3 separate regions of the Zea mays genome follow, and regions 1 and 3 are each linked to region 2. Evidence: chromatin contacts called from public Hi-C data. All regions are on one chromosome and are shown on one strand. Each heading gives the region's core, a stretch centred on a gene start, on an enhancer-like site or on the middle of the called end of the contact. The rest is flanking DNA. Distances are from core to core; before and after follow the strand shown. Region 1 holds the start of LOC100277939. Region 2 holds the start of LOC100284264. Region 3 has its middle 40 kb from the start of LOC100282026.

Region 1 (4,846 bases), core at 11-2,510, 150 kb after region 2:
TAGGTACAATTGACAATTCTAATGACAGGATATAACATGAAATCCAGAGCATTTGAAGTAACAATTCAATATCATTGCTTGGGCCTCATGGCCATAACATATAAATTGGATGTTTTACAGAACAAAACTGTGGAGTCTGGCGTAGTAGCCAAAAGAACACAGCCATAGTAGTAATCAAATTCAAGCCCAAAATACAACATCAGGAACCTCACCAGTCACAAACTCCCATACATCTCCAATGAGTAAGGATTCTCCTAACTAATCCCCAGATGCTTCTTTTGCTTCTTATTTATATGTTCTACCTGCTCTGGAGCATTGTCATAATTGTCACCTCTATCCCTCTTCTTTTTCCTCTTCTTCTCTCGGTCTAGATCACCATCAGTGATTTTCTTCTCCTTCACAACCTCAGTGCATTCCTCTTGTTTATGCTTCTTTTTCTTCCTTTCCCTCTCAGTTATGGCAACTCTTTGTTCTGCTGCACTGTCATTGACAATTTTCTCTTCCACCTCATTCACATTCTCCTCCAGTTTCACATGATCCTTCTCTTTTTTCTTCTTGCTCTTCTTTTCACTCACCAGCTCTTCTTCCACCACAAAACTAGGCTCCTGCTTCACATCGACGATGATTTCCTTATTCGGACGACTCTTCTTCTTACTCTTCTCAGTGGCAATTTCTGGTGAAGGGAGAATGTGGGAGTTAGGCTCCTGCTTCACATCGACGATGATTTCCTTATTCGGATGATTCTTCTTCCTCTTCTCAGTGGCAATTTCTGGTGAAGGGGGGATGTGCGAGTTAGCACGGGCAACCGCTCTATCCTCCAGTGGATCCCCATTCTTCTTCTTATTGCCCTTCTTACCGGAGGCAACATCTAGCTTCGCCTCAGCGGCAGAATCGCGGTTGGAATCATCAGCGGCAATCGCCATGTCCCCTTTGCTCTCCTGATCTTCGTGATTTCTATTGCCCTTCACCGGATCATCATAGTAGTGGGCATCGGAGTTGGCGGCACCCTGCTTGTGGCTGCCGCCGAGTTCCTTGCGGAAGCGGCTGAGCTGTGTTGTGGCGTCGGCGGCGTTGCGGAGGTAGTTACAGCAGTCGGAGGAGGGTAGGTGGGAGGCGGCAGACTCGGTGAAGCGTTTGAGGAAGAGGGCGGCCTTGTGGAGGGGACAGGGCTGGGAGGAGACGACGCCGCCGGTGATAGCCCTCATCGCGCCGCCCCCGGCGAGACGAGTGTGGGGAGTTGGGGTTAGGGTTTTTTAGGACGAGGAGAATTCGGCAGGCCGCGCCTCCTTTCTGCTCGGCTGCTGCTGATCAGGATTTAGAAGACTCTGGACTGGACTTGGGCGTGCCGAACTGGCCCATGAGTCAGCCGCAGAGATCACACTTTACATTGAACTATACGTGTACATTCTCGGCCCGAGCCCAAAAAAACCCGGTTTGAATTTTGGTTCAACACAACTCGTGATTATTTTGGGTTATATCGTGGCCGGTCCATTGATTCAGATATCGGGCTATGTGATTGTTTAAATATGTCGAACTTATTTCGGACGACCTAAAATTCATTTTCTGTCTCAAAAAAATTACATTAAGCCCGAAATTCACACAAGTTTAATAAAAAAATACCAGATAAGATAAACAAATTTGACCAAAAGAAAACTTAATGTTTCTATTAAGTTACTAAAGTTGTGCAATGACTACCTCGTTAAAAAACCCTTTGTTAGAAAAGAAAAAGAGTATAACCAGCTCCAGATAGAGTTCGTAAGTTTAGTTCATTGTCTAATGTTCATAACAAAAGTAAAATTACGTCATATTCTCTAATTCAAAGCTGCAAAAAACATCTAACAAATATCATATTTAGCGTTGCCTTCTTTATCAAATACATGAAAGTGTGGAATAAAGTGTGGTTTTAATGAATATATTGGCATTTTCGTGCCTCTATATGATGGACCATTTCGTGTCTATCTGAAACGGGTTGTGCCTACCCGTGGGCTGGGCCGACCGACACTAAAATATTTTGCATGTGTCATGCCCAGGTCATACTTTTTCGTGCTTCGGTCCAAATGTACAGCTATACATTGAACCCAACAAATGTTAGGCTCCTCTGAAAATAGCTCCAATCTAAATCATTGGCTTCTCTAGAGGAGCCAGAGCCGTTTTGCAATTTATTTGGCAAAATAGATTCTTTTGTGTTTCTTTTGAATGGTGTATGAGAAAAATGTAGGAGCCAGTAGAAGCCAGGTTTTTGTGCTCTAGCTCCCAACAAGAAAATGACTCCATCTCTTGCAGGGCTCTCGACGAGAAGCCTTTTTTGTGATCGTTTGGCAGGGCTTCACAATGAGCCGAGGCCGAAGCCACCCAAAAAGCTATGCCAAAGAGGTCCTTAATATTTGCATTGGCCCAACATTTAGGTATGTAAAAAACCAATCTACCTCCCTAAACTACTTCTTAGCAGTGTTCTAAATAGCCGACTAATAGCAGCAATTTAGTTGGCTATAGCGTTTGGAGAGGTCCGGATCTAAGAGATACATTGTTTAGCGCTAATCGAAATTAGCCGCTAATATATTTATTTACATACTAAAAATATAACATTAGATGGATTTAGCCCTACTAAACATGTTAGCCTTTACTTGGATGAACCTATAAGGAAAATGGAACCTGACCCATTTTACTAAATGATTTTGGTGTTTAATGAACAACATAACCAGTGAACTAATGTGTTTCAAGTGTTTGTGTTTTGTAGTTCAAAGGATGCGAAGTGTATTGGACGTAGGCTCTTAGGATGCAACACCTCAAAAAAAGAGATAAAAGACCACTAGAAGACTTACAAATACTCAGCATAAGTCCAAGACACAAGACCAAAAGAGCCCAAGAAAACAAGATAGAAGATTCAAGAAGTGGGCTATCAGCTGGCACACCGGACCGTGTGTGCAGAGAGTTCTGCAATTGGCTCTCGGACAGCTGGCGCATCGGACCGGTCTGGTGGCGCACCGAACCGTGGTCCAACGACTATATGATGTGGCGGGCACCGGACCGTGCGGGTAGCACACCAGATCGTCTATAGTGGCAACAGGTGCAACATCTAGCTAACGTGCAAGCTTGGACTGGACGGTCCAGTGGCACACCAGACCTGACCGATGCCACGTAGACAGAAAATCTACATAATTTCTTCAATGGCTAGAATTGAGTGGGCACTATAAATACCCAAGCAACATACCAACACATGTGATACACATCTCCAAGTGCTCAAACAATCAAGTGCATAATAGAATCACTCGGTGATTAGTGTAGGTGCTTTTACGAAGTGCTTAGGTTAGTTAGACCGCTTATGCGCTTGATCTATGTTGTGCCTAGTTAGTTGAGTGAGTTTAGAAAACCCACAAAACCCCTCCGATCTTGCGTGAGTCGTTGTAATTGTACCGAGTGGGGCGAGAGTCTTGAAAGACAGTATCAACCACATTTGTGGTGCGGCTGCCACAGTGTACCAAAGGGAACGAGGCTTGCAGCGTTTAGATCGGAAGCTCGGTAGTAACTACAACGGGGAGCGTCCGAGAGGAGCCGGAAGTGGAGCACCACTTGAGCGTAGAGAAGGCCTACGACACAGAGTTACTCGTCTGTGATGCTTGGCCCTCGCGTGGGCTACCCTTTGTGTAGGGGCACCAGCGAGGATTAGTCTAGACCTAGCGTGGTCCCGAACACCTCGGTAAAAATATCAGCGTCGTCCACGGAAGTTTGCATCTCTACCTTTGCTCTTTAGCTTCCGGATTTGCATTAAGTACTTAAGTTTAAACCTCTCCTTTCTAGTTTAGAATATATAGGTGTCGGCGTTTCGACCCCGGGGGGTCCCTGGACCGACGAGTAAAATTGTCGCTGCGTGTCCCAGCCCAGATGGGTTGGCGCGAGATGGAACACAAGGGGGGCAAAACGCGGCTCGTGTTATCCTGCGCCAGGGGGATGCGCTTGCAGTAGGGGTTACAAGCGTTCGCGAGGGAGAGAGAGAGTGAGCCGGTTCGTCAGCCCGTCCTCCCGCGCGATGACCCTCCCGCATGAGGGCTCTGGACCTTCCTTTTATAGATGCAAGGAGAGGGTCCAGGTGTACAATGGGGGTGTAGCTATGCGCTAACGTGTCCGGCAGAGAGGTGCCAGAGCCCTATGTACATGCCAACGTGGTTGTCGGAGAGGTGCTAGAGCCCTGTGTACGCGGTGCCGTGGCCGTCGGAGGAGCGCTTGAGCCCTGTAGAAGCACAGTTGTTGGGGCTGCTGGGACCTTGCTGACGTCTCCTTGCTTCCGTAGGGGGCTGAGAACCATCGTCGTCATGGACGCACGCGGGGAGCCATCATTACTTGTTACCGGGGCGAGCCTGGATGGGACGTCGGTCTTGTTCCCCCGTAGCCTGAGCTAGCTAGGGGTAGGGTAATGATGTATCCCCTGCGGCGCGGTCGGTCCGAGCCCAAGGTAGGGCGAGGCGGAGACTCCTCCTGAGGCCGAGGTCGGGCGAGGACGCGATTCCTCCCGAGGCCGAAGTCGAGGCCGAGCCCTGGGGTCGGGCGAGGCGGAGACCACCTTCCGAGGCCGAGGGTGAGGTCGAGCCCTGGGGTCAGGTGAGGCAGAGACCTCCTCCTGAGGCCGAGGCCCAAGGTCGGGCGAGGCGGAGCTTCCTGTTGCGCCTGAGGCTGGACTTAGCTGTTGTCAGCCTCACCTTGGCGGGTGGCACAGCAGTCGGAGAGGGGCGAGCGGCGCTGTTTTCCTGTCAGGTCGGTCAGTGGAAGGGTGAAGTGACTGCGGTCACTTCGACCTTGCCGACTGAGGCACGTGAGTCAGGATAAGGCGTCAGGCGATCCTCGCATTGAA
Region 2 (4,417 bases), core at 800-3,299:
AGAAAGGCTGGTCCCCTTGCAAAAAAGTGCGACGAAAGCCTCCAAGCGAGTGCTAACACTCCCTTCGAGGCTCGGGGGCTACTGTCGGGGACCATAATTAGGGGTACCCTCATTGCTCCTAATTCTCAGCTGGTAACCCCTATCAGCATAAAGCTGCAAAGGCCTGATGGGTGCGATTAAGTCAGGGATCGGTCCATTCGAGGGACACGATCACGCCTCGCCCAAGCCTAGCCTCGGACAAGGGCAACTGACCCCGGAGGATCTCCGCCTCGCCCGAGGCCCCCCTCCAGCGGCTAACGTATTTCCGGCTCGCCCGAGGCCTTGTCTTCGCCAAGAAGCAACCCTGACCAAATCGCCGTGCCGACCGACCAAATCGCAGGAGCATTTAATGCAAAGGCAGCCTGACGCCTTTATCCTGACGCGCGCCCTTCAGCCGACGGAGCCGAAGTGACCGCCGTCGCTTCGCCGCTCCACTGACCGGCCTGACAGAAAGACAGCGCCGCCTGCGCCGCTCCGACTGCGGTGCCACTTGACAGAGTGAGGCTGACAGGCAGTCAGGCCCGGCCGCAGGCACCATAGGAAGCTCCGCTTCGCCCGACCCAGGGCTCGGATTCGGGCTAAGTCCCGGAAGACGACGAACTCTGCTCCGCCCGACCCAAGGCTCGGACTCGGGCTAAGTCCTGGAAGACGACGAACTCCGCTCCGCCCGACCCAGGGCTCGGACTTGGGCTCAGCCCCAGAAGACGACGAACTCCGCTCCGCCCGACCCCAGGGCTCGGACTCCGCCCTGACCTCGGCCGACGGTCTCCGCCTCGCCCGACCCAGGGGCTCGGACTCGACCTCGGCCACGGAAGACAGACTCGACCTCGGCTTCGGAGGAGCTTCCACCTCGCCCAACCTAGGGCGCAGACCAGCCACGTCAACAGGAGGCGCCATCATCACCCTACCCCAAGCTGACTCGGGCCACGAGGAACAAGACCGGCGTCCCATCTGGCTCGCTCCGCCAGATAGGCAATGATGGCGCCCCGCATACTCCGTGACGACAGCGGCTCTCAGCCCCCTTACAGAAGCAAGAGGACGTCAGCAAGGACTCAACAGCTCCGACAGCTGTCCCTCCGCCAGGCTCCAGCGCTCCTCCGACGGCCACGACATCACACCAGCTGGGTGCCAAAATCTCTCCGGCTGCCACAACGACATGTACTTAGGGCGCTAGCTCTCCTCCGCTAGACACGTAGCACTCTGCTACACCCCCCATTGTACACCTGGATCCTGTCCTTACGCCTATAAAAGGAAGGACCAGGGCCCTTTTAGAGGGGGTTGGCCGCGCGGGGACGAGGACGAGACAGGCGCTCGCGTGAGGCCGCTCGCTCCCTCTCCCGTGTGGACGCTTGTAACCCCTACTGCAAGCGCACCCGATCTGGGCGCGGGACGAACACGAAGGCCGCGGGATTTCCACCTCTCTCACGCCCATCTCCGGCCACCTCACTCCCCCTTCGCGCTCGGCCTCGCGTCGACCCATCTGGGCTGGGGCACGCGGCGACATTTCACTCGTTGGCTTAGGGACCCCGGTCTCGAAACGCCGACAATGATTTACTTTAAACTGTGATATTTTTGAAGTTTTGGATACTAAGATCTAGACCTCAGTTTTCCTTGGTTTCTTTCGTCGCCAGCCCCTACCACGATGGTCCGGCCACCCACCGTTCGCTCCTCCCGCATTAAATACTGCATTTCTAAACTTTGGAACCAAATAAGCACCGGTTTTAATAAAAACTGTGAAAAACATAGTATTTTAAAACTATACTATTTGTGTCATAACAATTTTAAACATATTTAAAAACCATGGCTTTAAAAGACTTTGGTCCAACATGCCCTAAACGGGGATCCATAGAGACGGGAATGAGAATAAATTTGTCCCATTAAATTAAACGGTGCTGAAACGGGGAATGGATTTGGAAAGAATCCTGAATCAGTGCAGAAAGAATCCTGAATGGACGAACGACGGTATATGCCCATGGCAACGGTGACGCGATGCCCGTCCCGTTCCCATCCTTGAGAACCGAGCGGACGCCGAGCTGCAAGTAACTGCACCGACTTTCAACCGGAAGAGCCGAGCCGAACCAAAGTCGCCTCTTCTTCTCCAACCTCCCCTCGCCTCTTGACTAGGCCAGGGTTCCATCCCAACCCCGCCGCCATCCGATCCGATGGAGGGCGGCGACTCGTCCGGCGCCGGCGCCGGCTCCGGTGGCGCCGTGGCGGCGGCGGCCAAGTGGCGGAGCGACGCGTCGCGGTCGTTCCAGTACTACCTGGACCGCTCCACGCCTCACGCCACTGGGCGGTGGCTCGGCACGCTCGCCGCCGCGGCAATCTACGCGCTGCGGGTCTACATGGCGCAGGGCTTCTACATCGTCACCTACGGGCTTGGGATCTACCTCCTCAACCTCCTCATCGGTTTCCTCTCCCCCATGGTCGACCCCGAGCTCGACCCCTCCGCCGCCGCCGAGGGGCCGGCGCTGCCCACCCGGGGGTCTGACGAGTTCAAGCCCTTCATCAGGCGTCTCCCCGAGTTCAAGTTCTGGTCAGATCTCTTGTCCTCGCCCCCAGATCTGCATCTCCACCTCGCCAGATCCGTCTGGCCTTCTTACTATCTCTGGTCAGCTGGATTGATTCGCTCCGGTGTTGTGCTTGTATGTATTTACGTACTGGAAGGGGGCGATCGGATCGGTCTCGCTAGTTTAGTTCTTGCCGTCATGTCGTATTTATAGCTAGGTACTAGTACTCCTAATCCAGGCAAAATTAAGTCAATTTGCATCTCGCAAACCGGTTACGAGTCTGCCTCAACTTTCGAGGCATTGTTGCTCAGCTACTTCTGACCCCTCCCCGCAGTAAGTCTTATATTTTTGCACATAAGTCAACTGACTATGGCAAGCTGATGCTCTTGTAGTTTTGTCAATGTATCCATCATCAATAGAAACATGACAGTCGTGCAGTTCATTCTGTTTTGATTGATCATAAGCTAGCTAGTGAAAACTCTCAGCTGGTAGACTACCTGTCAAACTAGGTACATGTAAAATTTTGCCATCTTTACAGATGGCGCTAAATCACCAGTTGTTGTCTTTCCATATGTCTCTTTAGCAAGAAAATAAAATGCCTGCACAATCACAAACATGCGTTAAATTTCTGTCCGGAAGCTTGCGTGTCACCTGATTAAGGTTGTCTAATTCCAAGTCAGCGTGCCATGGAATTAGGTACAAGTCATTGCTAATATGTGTGGATTAATGCTGAACTCTTGATTTATGTATCCGCCAGCAACCCAACCAAGCTGTGTAACCTGTCAGTTATCTCCCAAACCACAGCCAAATCCCTGAATGAACCCACTCAAGGCATGTTGTGTCCTTCCAGGTGCACCATATATGTTTCGGGATTCCAGTGGATGATATGGGAAAATAAGCTCATCCAATGGTGTAGTACCACAAGAAAAAGATAGATATTGGGGCTTTCTTCCTTGAAAGTTGAAATTAGAATTAGTCTGAACTCTCAAGTGCCTTCATATTTCATTTTGATTGAAATATATGTATTTTTAATGGTGTCTCTCTGAATTTGTCCAACTTTTTGAAAAGTTTTGGTTATTCTTGCAGAATCACTCACATTCTTTTCTCGTTAATAATATATCTGGCTCATCATTATTGGTGAGCTGATCAGTGCATAATATAGTTTTAGTTCCTCCAATTGGAAGCCATACAATATAGCTGGTCAGAGTACAGATCACACACATTCAAAAATCCATAATTTCATTGCCTTGTTACCACCTTAGCTGTCTGATCCTTTGTCTATGCACTACCTATGTGCTTGTTGTAGTGGGTTTTAAGTTATGTTTTGTGACATTTCTTTGCAATATCATTTTCTGGGGGTGGTTCTGTGGAGGTCTCTATAGCTAAGCACGCATGGGATGGACTTACTGATGTCACAGCTAAAAACATGACTTGCATCATAACCCGACATAGTTTGTATCATTTATATTTCTGTGAGCTCTTCAGGTAAAATTCATTTTATCCCAAGTTTGACGTGGTCCCACTCATAGTTTTCAGATCGCCTGATCGAAGCCACTGGGCAATCAGACGATTAGTCGCGATTAGGCGTCGATCAGGGCGATTAGTCACCCCTGATCGACCTTAATCGTCCCCCTGGTCGTCCTGTGTATTCCAGGACATATATATATATATATATATATATATATATATATATATAGTCATATATAACACTATATATAGATATATAATTATATAGTATAGAGGCTTGTAGCAGTATAAATACTTAAATAGTCCATAACAAGCAAAAGCTGCACAACATCCATACCTTCAGAAGAGCTGCTCATCTTCGGTTGGACTGCTCACCTTCTACGGAGACTTTTATCTTAAGA
Region 3 (4,958 bases), core at 1,289-3,788, 240 kb before region 2:
TCTGCAGTTTGTAACAGTTCTCAATTACATGGTTCGTCTTCTTGCAGTATTTGCAAAATAATTCATCGGATGGCCCCCTTGACTTGGAGAGACCCCTCTGGTTCTTCCCCTTTCCTTTGCTACCTGAGTTGGACTTTTTCTGATCAGTGCGGCCACGGACATACAAAGCTTCTCCACTCGAGCCAGCAGCATCTTCCGAGTTAACCATCTGTCTCATCTTTTCTTTCGCAGTCAAAGCTTCATACACTTCAGCCACGGTTAGAGTATCACGACTGTATAGGATGGTATCTCGAAAATTGCTAAACGATGCAGGGAGGGAACACAGGAGAAGAAGAGCTAGGTCTTCATCATCAAACTTTACCTCCATAGACGTCAGATCGACCACGATCTCCTTAAACACCGATATGTGCGTCAGAACGGAGCTTCCTTCCTGCAACTTGTGGGAGAACAACTTCATTTTGACATGCATCTTGCTGGTCAGATCCTTTGACATACAGATCGACTCCAGCTTCAACCAGAGAGCAGTGACAATTTTCTCCGCTAGAACCTCCTGCAGAATATTGTTAAACAGATGAAGGTGAATATGTGCGAGCGCCTTACGATCCTTGCGCCTCTCCTCATCAGTCCACGTCCTGGCATCCTTGTTGCCAAATCCATCTAGGGCATCATCCAGGTCGCGATCAGATTGCGAGAGAATTGCCCGCATCTTCACCTGCCACAGCGAGAAACGCGTGTCGAGATCCAGCAGCGGAAGATCGTACTTCATTGTCGTCGACATCTGTGCGCCGGCAGGAAACCCTAGCACACCGATCACCAAACAACCAAAGCTCCGATACCACTTGTTATAAATGAATGCGACACAAATAGGATCAATCACAGAGAAGACACAGATTTAATGTGGAAAACCCCTCTAAAGTGAAGGGGAAAAAATCACGGGCGCCGGCCGGCAACTTCTCACTATTTTCGGGTGGTTATAGATCGCAGGAGATTTACAATTGAGAGATAGTTATCTACTGCAGCTTACAAAGATATTTATAGAGGTGAAACCCTAAAACGATCCGTACCGCGGGGGGGCTCCGCTTCGCTCGCCAACTTAGCCGCCTTCTTCAGAATTTGGATCACAAACTCAACATTAGTCATAGCTATATTCAATACTAACGGGACTAAAGATCCTTCAACATGTTACTTTTTAAAAAAAACATCTTATCCATTGATGTTTATATTGTGTAGATGGGGGTAAAAATGCTATGCACGATAGTTCTTAGGTTCGAGCTGTAGGGGTGGAAGGCATTTTTTTGCCTCGGGTCCCACGAGTCACAGGGATGAAATACATTATTTTGTTTAACCTCATATGACCTATAGTCTTGGATTCGTACTTTCGATTACTAAAGCAGGTTTCTAAAGGAGTCCCATGGTTGTGAACTGTGGTGACGTAAGGTGAAGACACAAGATGGTACAGATGCCACTAACCCAGTGTGACAAGGGCATCTCCGGACTCAGGTGAGCAAGAACGATCGACAAACTAATGGCTCTACACGTTAACCTAACGGATCACACACTTAACGGATTAGAATAGTTGTATAGATAGTTGACTCTAGTGCAGACACTTAACGGATTAGAATAGTTGTATAGATAGTTGACTCTAGTGCAGGTAGGGAGATTGTTCATAGTATATTCCATGAAAACTCTAATGGTCATTTAGGGTAAAAATTATTATTATGGGTCATATATATATATATATATATATATATATATATATATATATATATATATATATATATATATACTTTTTTTTTCTGTCGTGTGATGCTAGTCATATGTTTCATCCTCGTACATGTAAATACTATAGAGATACTTATACTGCTGATCGGTAAAAGAGCATGGGTGAATATATTGTTGCTGGTGGTACGCGAAAACATATGACTGATTCACCGTATCATTTTGTTTTTTCATTGGGTTGCGTTTCTACAATTTTTTCACTTATAAGTTATTTTGGCTGAATATGTTAAATATTATGATACAGCGTGACATGGAGAAATTAATGAGGGCCGAGGGAGCAGGTCACGAGAAGAGAGGTTGAGGTCTAGAGCCGATTTCTTCTCTCTCATGATGTAGCTGTCTGTTCTGCACTGCATCCGCACGGCACCACTGTGGCGTGTGGATGATGACAATAGTTGGAGGAGACGGCGGCGTGGTGGTCAGATTTGCGGGCGGAATGAAGGTGCGCCAGTGCGGTTGGGACCGTAAGCGTGCGGCGGTTTCCGGTAGGACTTGTTTAGTTACGCCAATCAATCCATAAACTGAACAAGCTCTTAGCAGTTAGCAGACACCCCGACCCGCCGGGCGCCGGCACCTGCACAGTGCTACTAGAGTGTCCCGCGGGGCGGTGGGCAGGGCTATGCCGCAAAAGGTTAAGCTCGTTTGGCATCGGGATGCCCCAAAATGGTCGCAACTTGACACACGGGGTCCGCCTGACCGGGAATCGTGGGATCCATGTTCTCCAATGACGAGACGACAGCTTAGCCCCCAGCCAAGCACATGGCCCCGCGCCGCGCTCTAGTGCCGCTGCCGCGGGACAGTGACGAGTAACCAGACGGACCCACCACACCACACCCAGCGAGCCAGAATCTCAGATAGTACGATTAGATACTCTGTGCCTGTGCGCACTCCCCTACGTCCGGTCTACTTCATTCATGCTAGTCTCTCTGGTGGATATCGATAGCCTCCTGCTAGTCTGTTCCCGTATCCTTTGGTGTGCAGTTGAATGGTCGTCAGAGTTTACTTGGTGCTGCTGCAAATGGCCAGCCCCAGCATGCATGTGGTATACAAACAAACAAACCGTCCGCTTGACAATCGTTTTGAGGCACGCAGCAACCTTTCCTTTCCTTTCCGCCCCTAAATCCTACCTACTCCTCGATAGCCATTTCAAAAATAGTATCCGACGTGCGAAACGGCTACTACTAGCTAATAATTGGGATCGGTGGTGTAGCGGCGGGCGCACATGACATATGATTGGTTACCCGCATTATTCCATTTTGAATTATCACGTGCGTTAACTTTAGTTGAACGTGAGGTATAGCTGTACATTTGGGCCAAGCCTGATGAGCTGGCCCGAAACATGAAAAAAGCATGGCCCAGGTACGGCACGCACGGCCCGATATATCGGGCCGGGTTTAGGCCGATGTCGCGGCCCATGGGCGGGCACGAGCACGACCCGTTTAAGGCAGACACGAAATGACCCATATAGAGGCACGAAAAGGCCTATATATTTATTAAAATCACACTTCATTCTGCACTTTCATGTACTTGATAAAGAACACAAAGTTAGAGATAATGTTAGTTAGATGTTTTTTATAGCTTTGAATTAGAGTATGTGATGTAATTTTATTTTTGTTATGAACATTAGATAATAAACTGAACTTACGAACTTTATATAGAGCTGATTATACTCTTTTTCTTTCTAACAAAATGATTTGTAAACGATGTAGTCATTGCATAGCTCTAGTAACTTAATACAAATATTAAGTTTGTTTTTGGTCAAATTTATTTGTCTTATCTTTTATTTGTTTTATTAAATTTGTTTTGAATTTCGGGCTCTGATGTGAATTGCGGGCCAACAACTGAATTTCGAGCCAAAAATAGAATTTCGGGCCCTAATGTGAATTTTGGGATTTTATAATTTCGGGCCGCCCGAAATGAGCCCGGCACGTTTGAGCAATTACGGGTCGGGCCGTGGGCCGGCCGGCACGGCCCGAAATTCAAACGGGTCGGTCTGACCCGAAATTCAAATAATACGGTCCTTTTCAGGCTTGGGCCAGGCCGGGTGGCCCGAATGTACGCCTATAGCGTGAGAAACGGTGGCTGAATTAGTGGATGTAAAATAAATTATTATAAAGTTATTTATCTATATCTGCACCAGAAATGACCGTATGATCAGACAGAGTCGTTTGAGACTGGATGTGGGGGCGCAGTAACGCGCATAATGATGGTGACCTGTTCCAAATACGACGAGCGGTAGGCAGCAGGGCGCCCAGGCGCATTGCATGGCTCATGGCGGGCTGCAGCAAGCGTGCAGGCACAGTCAGGCAGGCAGGCAAAACAATCAGAGCAAGATGCGCGGTGACAGGGAGTGAGATGGACCGGACGGACCCAGGGCCCACGTATCGGCCGATCAAATCAGCTGCTGCGGCCAGTCAGTTGAGCAGGTGAGCGCTTTGTATCACGTACTAGTAAAATTACTGTCTAGTACATGTCATCATGTATTATACCGCTCAACGTATTATACCGGCCTGCTGGATATGCAGAAAATCGAACTCAAAGCCTGGCATAAGCCGCACTTAGAGTCATCGGTCAATCACAGCACCCTCGCATGTACTTGGACCCCATCTCCAGCCACACCAGGACTGTTCGCGCACCTTGTCACCTTGCGCGTAACTACGCCAACGCTCGCACGTCTTGGTGTGTGGGGTTGGTGGCAAAAGTGGGTCTTAATGATGGATGGGTTGGATGGATTCGACAAATAAAACATGTGTTGGGGAACACCATTTTTTTTGGTACACTGCTCCAATTTCTAAAGGACAAGTAAGACAATGGTAAGTCATGTGACAAAGGAAACATTTAGAGCTCCCAGCATGAAAATGAATGTAAATTTATTTAAAATAAAACATATATATAGTATCTGTTGAGCATTATATTTGGCACCTAGACACGGTCGGCGGTTCAGTCCTATAGTTTGGACGGTCCGCGCCCTCGCGACCAGATGAGCGCGAGCGAGATTATTTATCTCATGCGTGGTTATCCTAACCTATCCGTGCGGATATGATGGATTCAGATCTCCTCCCCTATAAATATAAATGGGTACGATCGATTGAGAAATCTCGAACATATTTCAATCGAACAAATCTATTACTTTCTTATCAGTCATTTATCATTCATGCTCTAGGAGTAGAGGTAACGTA

Evidence for each region. A called contact is a pair of places that touch in the nucleus more often than the background predicts.
Region 1: a Hi-C map of leaf shows a contact between it and region 2, with 6 times the contacts expected there. The contact joins the promoter of LOC100277939 here to the promoter of LOC100284264 in region 2. A contact is called at or near these places in 3 of 25 Hi-C or Micro-C datasets (ear, leaf and tassel).
Region 3: a Hi-C map of leaf shows a contact between it and region 2, with 5 times the contacts expected there. The contact joins the enhancer-like site here to the promoter of LOC100284264 in region 2. A contact is called at or near these places in 2 of 25 Hi-C or Micro-C datasets (leaf and tassel) and 1 of 3 datasets of contacts at active chromatin or transcription factors (leaf).

Annotation. Positions count from the first base shown.
Region 1 is chr3:31,043,269-31,048,114 of Zm-B73-REFERENCE-NAM-5.0, reverse strand. It overlaps LOC100277939, which reads right to left and starts at 1,260. Exons shown (of 1, transcript NM_001151379.2): 1 at 57-1,260. The coding sequence starts at 1,205. The coding sequence ends at 255.
Region 2 is chr3:31,192,498-31,196,914 of Zm-B73-REFERENCE-NAM-5.0, reverse strand. It overlaps LOC100284264, which reads left to right and starts at 2,049. Exons shown (of 3, transcript NM_001291675.1): 1 at 2,049-2,575. The coding sequence starts at 2,202.
Region 3 is chr3:31,435,406-31,440,363 of Zm-B73-REFERENCE-NAM-5.0, reverse strand. No RefSeq gene overlaps it. Among protein-coding and RNA genes, the nearest start is that of LOC100282026, 40 kb to the left of the region's middle. Within about 2 kb of position 2,538, at least 18 of the 20 cell types and tissues checked have an H3K27ac peak or open chromatin away from gene starts, as enhancers often do. A contact at or near this core is called in leaf and tassel, where this site is marked.